2 separate regions of the Mus musculus genome follow, and region 2 is linked to region 1. A link is a contact called in public HiChIP or PLAC-seq data. All regions are on one chromosome and are shown on one strand. The core of a region is the stretch at or near the end of the contact, and the rest is flanking DNA. Distances in the headings are between cores, read along the strand shown. Region 1 holds the start of Jph4 (junctophilin 4). Region 2 has its middle 33 kb from the start of Ngdn.

Evidence for each region. HiChIP or PLAC-seq counts read pairs in DNA pulled down with a chosen protein or histone mark.
Region 2: a contact with region 1 is called in an H3K27ac HiChIP or PLAC-seq map of embryonic stem cells, with 5 read pairs. The contact joins the enhancer-like site here to the promoter of Jph4 in region 1. A contact is called at or near these places in 9 of 39 promoter capture datasets (the C10 cell line, the HPC-7 cell line, cranial neural crest and 5 more), 10 of 484 Hi-C or Micro-C datasets (8-cell embryo, cerebral cortex, embryonic stem cells and 2 more), 15 of 115 datasets of contacts at active chromatin or transcription factors (the HPC-7 cell line, bone marrow-derived macrophages, craniofacial prominence and 8 more) and 3 of 9 other capture datasets (adipose tissue, liver and pancreatic islet).

The regions. Positions count from the first base shown.
Region 1 is chr14:55,115,061-55,118,511 of GRCm38.p6, reverse strand. Jph4 (junctophilin 4) reads left to right here and starts at 1,577. Exons shown (of 6, transcript NM_177049.5): 1 at 1,577-2,521; 2 at 3,067-3,451. The coding sequence starts at 3,238.
Region 2 is chr14:55,046,795-55,050,245 of GRCm38.p6, reverse strand. No RefSeq gene overlaps it. Among named protein-coding and RNA genes, the nearest start is that of Ngdn, 33 kb to the right of the region's middle. Within about 2 kb of position 1,920, at least 10 of the 459 cell types and tissues checked have an H3K27ac peak or open chromatin away from gene starts, as enhancers often do. A contact at or near this core is called in 8-cell embryo and embryonic stem cells, where this site is marked.

The DNA of each region.
Region 1 (3,451 bases), core at 328-2,827:
GCCTTGCACATCCTAGGCACATGCTCTCCTACTAAGCTACACATCCCCAGTACCTGATGGCTACCCTGCTTTGTTCTCAAAAGTGCTTTAAATATGTGGTTCCCTGCTGAGTATGATGTTAAGGTGGCTGTGCCTGTAATCCCAGCACTCGGGGAGGATGAAGGAGGAGCCTGGGGAACATAATGAGACCCTGTTTTAAAAAAAAAAAAAAAAAAAAGAGTAGTCTCTGCCCTGGAGAAACTTCTAGAAAAACACAATGTGATTTAGGGATATAGCTCAGCAGACACACAAGCCTACAGCCTGAGCTCAATCCATGGATCCTAGGTGAGAAGCCAGATGCAGTGGCCCACATCTAAGCCTAGCACTCCTAAGGAAAGATGGGAGTCCACAAGAGGATCAGGCCAACTAGCCTGGAGTACATTACACAGAGGAGACAAGAGCTATCTCAACAAGACAGAAGACAAGGACTTCCTCTGATATCTCTCTCTCTCTCTCTCTCTCTCTCTCTCTCTCTCTCTCTCTCTGACACATGCACACACCACCACCCCACTAATATATACATAGTGTGTAGTATGCACACACATGTGCCTGTGTGTGTGTGTACAAGAGAAATCCCTGTTTATTTCGATCTTCATACTCTTTATTTTACCAAAGTACCCAATGTAACCCTGACTTTAGGGGATGCTCCCAAGCACAGACATCTGGAAGAACTGAAGGGCTCGAAAGACACCAAGCTGCCAGCTAGAGCCCAGTGATAGAGCACGCGCTTTATCCCAAGAACCAGAATTCCGTTCCCAACACCAACAAAAATAAAAGTCTGCGTTTAGTGTTCTACTTCTAGCTTTGCCAACTTTGCCAGTGTGCCCCTTGGTGAATGACTTCCCCCTCGGGGCTCTGGATCTCTTTAAATCAGGTGTGGGGATGAGGGGTGGGCAGCGGGGACTAGGTCCTATGGGGAAAGAAAGGCAATTGAGCACACTGGTGCCTCCTTCCCTGTAAACACGCAGGGGCAGGCCAGAGGAAGCTGAGAAGGGAGGGAATGCAGTACGTGAATACCTGTGTGGTCTACTTGTGCTGTCAATCTGGAGAGTGGACTCGAAGAGGTCGATGATGGGCTTAAGGGGCCACAGCAAAAGCCTGCTCAAGCAAACTTGTGTAATTTGCTGTGTTGTGAAAGAGAAGACTCCAGAGCCCTAAGATCTTGGTGGCCTCCTCAAATTTGAGCCCCCTTAATGAACATACCAACACTCCCTTCAGAGGGCCCATCCTAGACAAACTGTTGGTGTCCGCGGAATATTGTGTGCATTAGCTTAGTGGGGCCTCCAGACAGGGCCCCATCTCAAGCTACCTCTAAAACTGTGACAGGGTGGGCGCTGTCTGGTGGAGGAGTTTGAGCTGAATGGGCAGAGGTATCCACGTTCAAATGCCTCCTGGCTTCCGGCCAAGCAGCTGGCAGGTTCATCCCTCTCCCCAGGGTCCTCATAAACACCACTTCCGGACCTCCTGTCTCCATGTGGGCTCTTCCTGCCGGGATTTCTATTCTCATGCCTGCCCTTTCTCTGCAGAGCTTTCTCCCGCTCGTCGCGAGCCTTATTTCGCTCTCTTCTTCTCCCTATGTGATTCTGCTCCCCTCCTTCCCTCCACCCTTGACTTCTCTCCCTAGCTATCTCTCAAGAGTCCTGGAATGGGTCTCCCTCGCCATCTCCCATGCCGGCTATATCTCCCCCTGCCATAGCTCTCACCCCTGCACCTCATTCTTTGTATTCCTCTCGCACTCCCGGTCTCCCCAGCATCTCTCCTCCCCCGCCTGGCTCTGGCCTCCCCCTGCCTCCCCATCTTAAGACTCCTCCCCCTAGCTCCTCTCCCCTCCCCTCCCTCCACCTCACTCCACTCCCTGCCTGCATGCCACGGTTTCTTTCCACCGTGGGGGTCTCTGAGCCTTCCATTCTCCTCTCCGCCTGCCTTCTCCCTCACCTCAGGGGTAGCGAACCCCCTTTTTTTCTGCCTGAGCATCCTCGCACCACCCCCACTGCCACTGACTCTCTCCCCACCCTCTCCTCTCCGCTTCTCTCTGCCCCTTTAAATCTGCCTGGCCCAGCCTCCCCCTTGATGCTGGGTTTGGAGCAAACATTGATTTGTGCTGGGATGGAATTGGAATTTTGATTTTTTTTTTCCTCTCCCAACCATAAGAAGAAAAAAATAAAAACACCCCTTCTTGATAGCCCCCTCCCCTTTCCCATCCAGCCCCCAGCTCCTCTTCGCTGTCTCCGTTCAAGACAGATTTTTTTCCCCCTACACTTATTCTCATCCCCTCCACCCTGCCACTACCTCACCCCCCACACTAGCCTGCACCTTCAGCCGAGGAAAAGGGACTCTCCCATAGCTCCCCCACCTTCCTTCTCTGGGTTGTAGCAGTCTCTCCGGAAGGGAAGGGGGCTTGGCTTGTCCTGGTGAGGTGTGAGTGGAGGGACCCTGCCATGGAAACTGCGCCTGGGAGGCAGCCTGAGCCCCAGCACACATGGTGAGTAACCTGTCCCCTCCCTTTCGCCAGTCTGCCCATCCCTACCCTCATCCCCCACCCCACCCCCAACATCCCCATTCTACCATCGGCCCACCTGGGGCCGGCTTTCTAGCTAGCTACATTTTTACCCCCTTGCCTCCCCCGCACCCGGGTTTGCTAGCGGAGCCAAAGAATCCAGGCAGAGGGGTCCAAATCGCCAGGAAAGCAGGTGTCGGAAGACCCTGCCCTGGCCCCTCCCAGGTCCCCCACCTCCAACTGCCATCCACGCTCCACACTCTGGGGTTCTGGGTTGGAAAAGTAGGACTCGGGATCAGCGCTGGGACCCCAAGTCCCGGGAGGCGCCCTCTACAAGTTGGGAGGGATGGGAAAGCCCCCTTGCCCTCACCGCTTGGGAGCTGCTAAAAGATGCTGCCTAGGGGGGATGGGAGGAGGGCTGGAGGGCGGTGCTGATGCCCTAAAGCTACCGGCAGGGGAGCGGCTGGCAAAGAAGGGGACCTCGCTTTCCACTTGCCTCGCTCTCCACTTGCACCCCTCTTTCTCCGCAGCCACTCAGGATGAGGGTCCGGCCCTGCCTGCCCGCGCTGGGGCCCCTCCGCCCAGCCCCGGTCTAACTGCCCCCGCCCCCAAGCCTCGCCCGGCCCCCAGGCCCCCAGCCGGCTCTCCAGCCCCATGATGCGCTGAGCTGCCGGGGGGCTGAGGCCGCGCCAACTACATGCATGTCCCCCGGGGGCAAGTTCGACTTTGACGACGGGGGCTGCTACGTGGGGGGCTGGGAGGCGGGGCGGGCACATGGCTACGGCGTGTGCACCGGGCCCGGCGCCCAGGGAGAGTACAGCGGCTGCTGGGCTCACGGCTTCGAGTCGCTGGGTGTCTTCACGGGGCCCGGCGGACACAGTTACCAGGGCCACTGGCAGCAGGGCAAGCGCGAAG
Region 2 (3,451 bases), core at 671-3,170, 69 kb after region 1:
GACAAGGCACCTTAGCCAAAGACACTTGGGGAGAAAAGGATTTCTTTGGCTTACATTTCCACATCATAGTTCATCATCAAAGGACATAAGGGCAGGAACTCAAGCAGGGGCAGAAATCTAGAGGCAGGAGCTGCTGCAGAGGCCATGGAGGGGTGCTATTCACTGGCTTGATCCAGAAATCTAGAGGCAGGAGCTGCTGCAGAGGCCATGGAGGGGTGCTATTCACTGGCTTGTTCCACATGGCTTGCTCAGCCTGTTTTCTTACAGAACCCAAGACCACCAGCAGCCTAGGGATGGTACCACCCACAGTGGAGCGGACCCTCCCTCATCAATTACTAATTAAGAAAATGCCTTACAGGTCTCCCTTCAGCCGGATCTTGTAGTCATTTTCTCAATTGAGGTTCCTTCCTCTCTGATGATTCTAGCTTGTGTCAAGTCGACATAAGAATTAGCCAGCACCGGGCAGTGATGGCACATGCCTTTAATCCCAGCACTTAGGAGGCAGATCTCTGAGTTCGAGGCCAGTCTGGTCTATAGAGTGAGTTCCAGAACAGCCAGGGCTACACAGAGAAACCCTGTCTCAAAAAACAAAAAACAACAACAAAAAAAGAATTAGCCAGCACAGACAGACCAACACTTTCAGAGGACAGAGTCCTTAGCAACCATCAGGTTTAACAGAGTCAGCTGGGAATCTGGGTGGGTATTGCTTGACCTCAGTGACCTCAGCCTCAGGAGAGAGTTTGTCAATTACACACAGCTCCTGAGAGGCTCCACAGCCCCTCTTTTTTCTGGCCTGCCCTTAACTTCCCTTGCTTTTGGACCCCACAGCGTCTGGGGGCTTCAGGAGACTACCCCACACGCCTTGAGTGTGTTAGGCTGTAACAGCAGCTTGTGCTTCACACAGTGCCCCCAAATGTCCTGGACATCCTGACCTAGAACTTTGTTCTAGCTCTCTGCGACCTCTCTTCTGGAATGGCTCATACTATACCTCTATCCTCTACCCCAACCTCAAGCCCACAGTATCTGAGACTCCAGACGTGTTCATACCAATTTCCCTTTCTCTATTCACTTTGCTAAATCCCTGAGGCCATTTCACCTCTGTGTCACTGACCTCAGGATTCAACAACCCCGCCCCCACCCCGTGTGAGTGCGAGAGTGTGTGTGTGTGTGTGTGTGTGTGTGTGTGTGTGTGTGTGTGTGTGTGTGTTTGCCTGCCTGCATGCATGTGTATCATGTGTGTCCCAGTTCCCAAAGAAACCAGAATGGCATTGGATCCTCTGGGACTGGAGTTGCGGACAATTACAAGCTGCCACGCTGGGAATCAAACCTGGGACCTCTGCAAAAGCAGGAAGTGCTCTAACCCACAGAGCCATCCCTCCAGCCAGAAGACGTTTTATGTCAGCTGGGACATGTGACCCACTGGCACAAAGAGACACTAAGCCAGGCCTCTGTCAGCTTCGGAACATCACTCTCATGAAGACCCAATTCCGTACAGCTCATCTTTTCTTGGCCCATTCATGGATAAAGGGGGACAAAGTGAAGTCCCTTTCTCAGAAGTGAGAGAAAAGAAATTAGAAACTAGAAATTCTCACAGGATACAGTTGTTTGTTCTACACACACACACACACACACACACACACACACGAAAAAAAATGGGTGTTATACCTAGCTACTTACAGTCTACCATGTCTGGATAGTTTCTCTGAGCACCGTGTAAAATGGAGGACTCTCTTTTCTTAGTGGGGCTTCCATTTCTCTGCCTGATCTGGGGATCCTGACCCATAATCTTCTACCTGAAGAGGAATGTCACATAGTCCTTGGCAAACCTACAAGTTCAGCTTCCTCTTTCCCACTAAGCCTGCCCAGCAAGTACCTGGGATTCCTAGAATACCTATCTCTCCATATGAATAGGCATTCACAGGACTTTAAACTCCAGCCAACTGTTTCATTCAACCTGAAAATGCCTTCTCACTCTCCAAAGTTCATATATAGTCCCTGGGTCACCCCGATAAAGACATGAGTGCAAGCTAAGAGCAGCTAGGAGAGCTGTTTCATTAACATCCTTGAAGAGCACTCATACCAAGATGGGGGCATGATAGTCTAGGGCTCTACCACTAACCACAACCCAAACCTCAGGACAGAGTTTTAAAGAAAGCTATCTGCTAAATTATTCCTTTTCCTGTGAATGAGAAGGCAAAACTCTAGCTCACTGGAATCGTGGATTCCAACCCAGTTCACCTTCCCTTCCAGAGTCTATTCTACCTCTCAGGCACCTCAGCACAGAGCCATTGTCAGTAGCAGAGGCATTACAGAGCTACGGTACACACGATGGCTATGGAATTATCAAATTACCCTGTGAAGCCTGGCCAGCTCCCTACAATAGTAGCAGTCAGCTATACAATTCAAACTGATAAACTGGATATTGTCTTCTGGAACCAGCACTCTGCCTAACAAGTATTCTCTTTTTTGTTTGTTTGTTTTGTTTTGGGGTTGGTGAGGTTTTTTTGGTTTTTTTTTTTTTTTTTTTTTTTTGTTTTTTTTTTGTTTTTTTTTTTTGAGACAGGGTTTCTCTGTGTAGCCCTGGCTGTCCTGGAACTCACTCTGTAGACCAGGCTGGCCTCGAACTCAGAGATCTGCCTGCCTCTGCCTCCCAAGTACTGGGATTAAAGGCATGTGTCACTATGCCCGGCCTAACTAGTATTCTCTAAGCTTCCTATCAGCATCGGCGAGGAAGGAGAGGCTGGCAAGGGATGAGCATCTAGAGTGAGGCACAGGGGCCAAACAGAGGAATGGAAAGTACTCAGTGCCCATTACTTCTAGAGGTTCCCAACATGAACTACCTACTTTCACCCTCCCACCCAGATGTGCACCCATGTTAGGGCCTTTGTACTTTGATATTTCCTATATAACTGCACAGCCGGCCACTGGCCTTCCCGGTCTTTGTTGGCTGTGATGGGTATTCTTGGTTATCAACTTGACCACATTTGGGATGAACAACAAAATCCAGAATGGAGGGCACACCTGTGAGGTTTTTTTTTTTTTTTTTTTTTCTTGTTTTTCTGCATGACAGGAGGGCTACTGGGTTTGCTGGTTGCACTTCTAATCTGGTAAATATACTTCTAGTTCATGAAGATGGGAGGTGGGAGGACATACCTTTAATCTGGGGCATGTATTCTGCTGGAAGCCAATATACAAGGACCCTGAAGAAGAAAGCACTTGCTCTTTGCCTACTTGCTCTTGCCTTATTAGCAAGTTCATTCCTTTACTGGTGTTACAGCCTACTTCTTTGGGATTCTAGCATCTATAGAAGACCAACTGTGGCATCTAGCCTTGTGGACCGAGCAACTTGTGGATTCTTGGATCTTCTGTTTATAGCCTGCTGTTGTTGGATTTGTTGGTCAATAGCCTGTAAGTCATCGTAATAAATCCCCCTGTATGTGTGTGTGTGTGT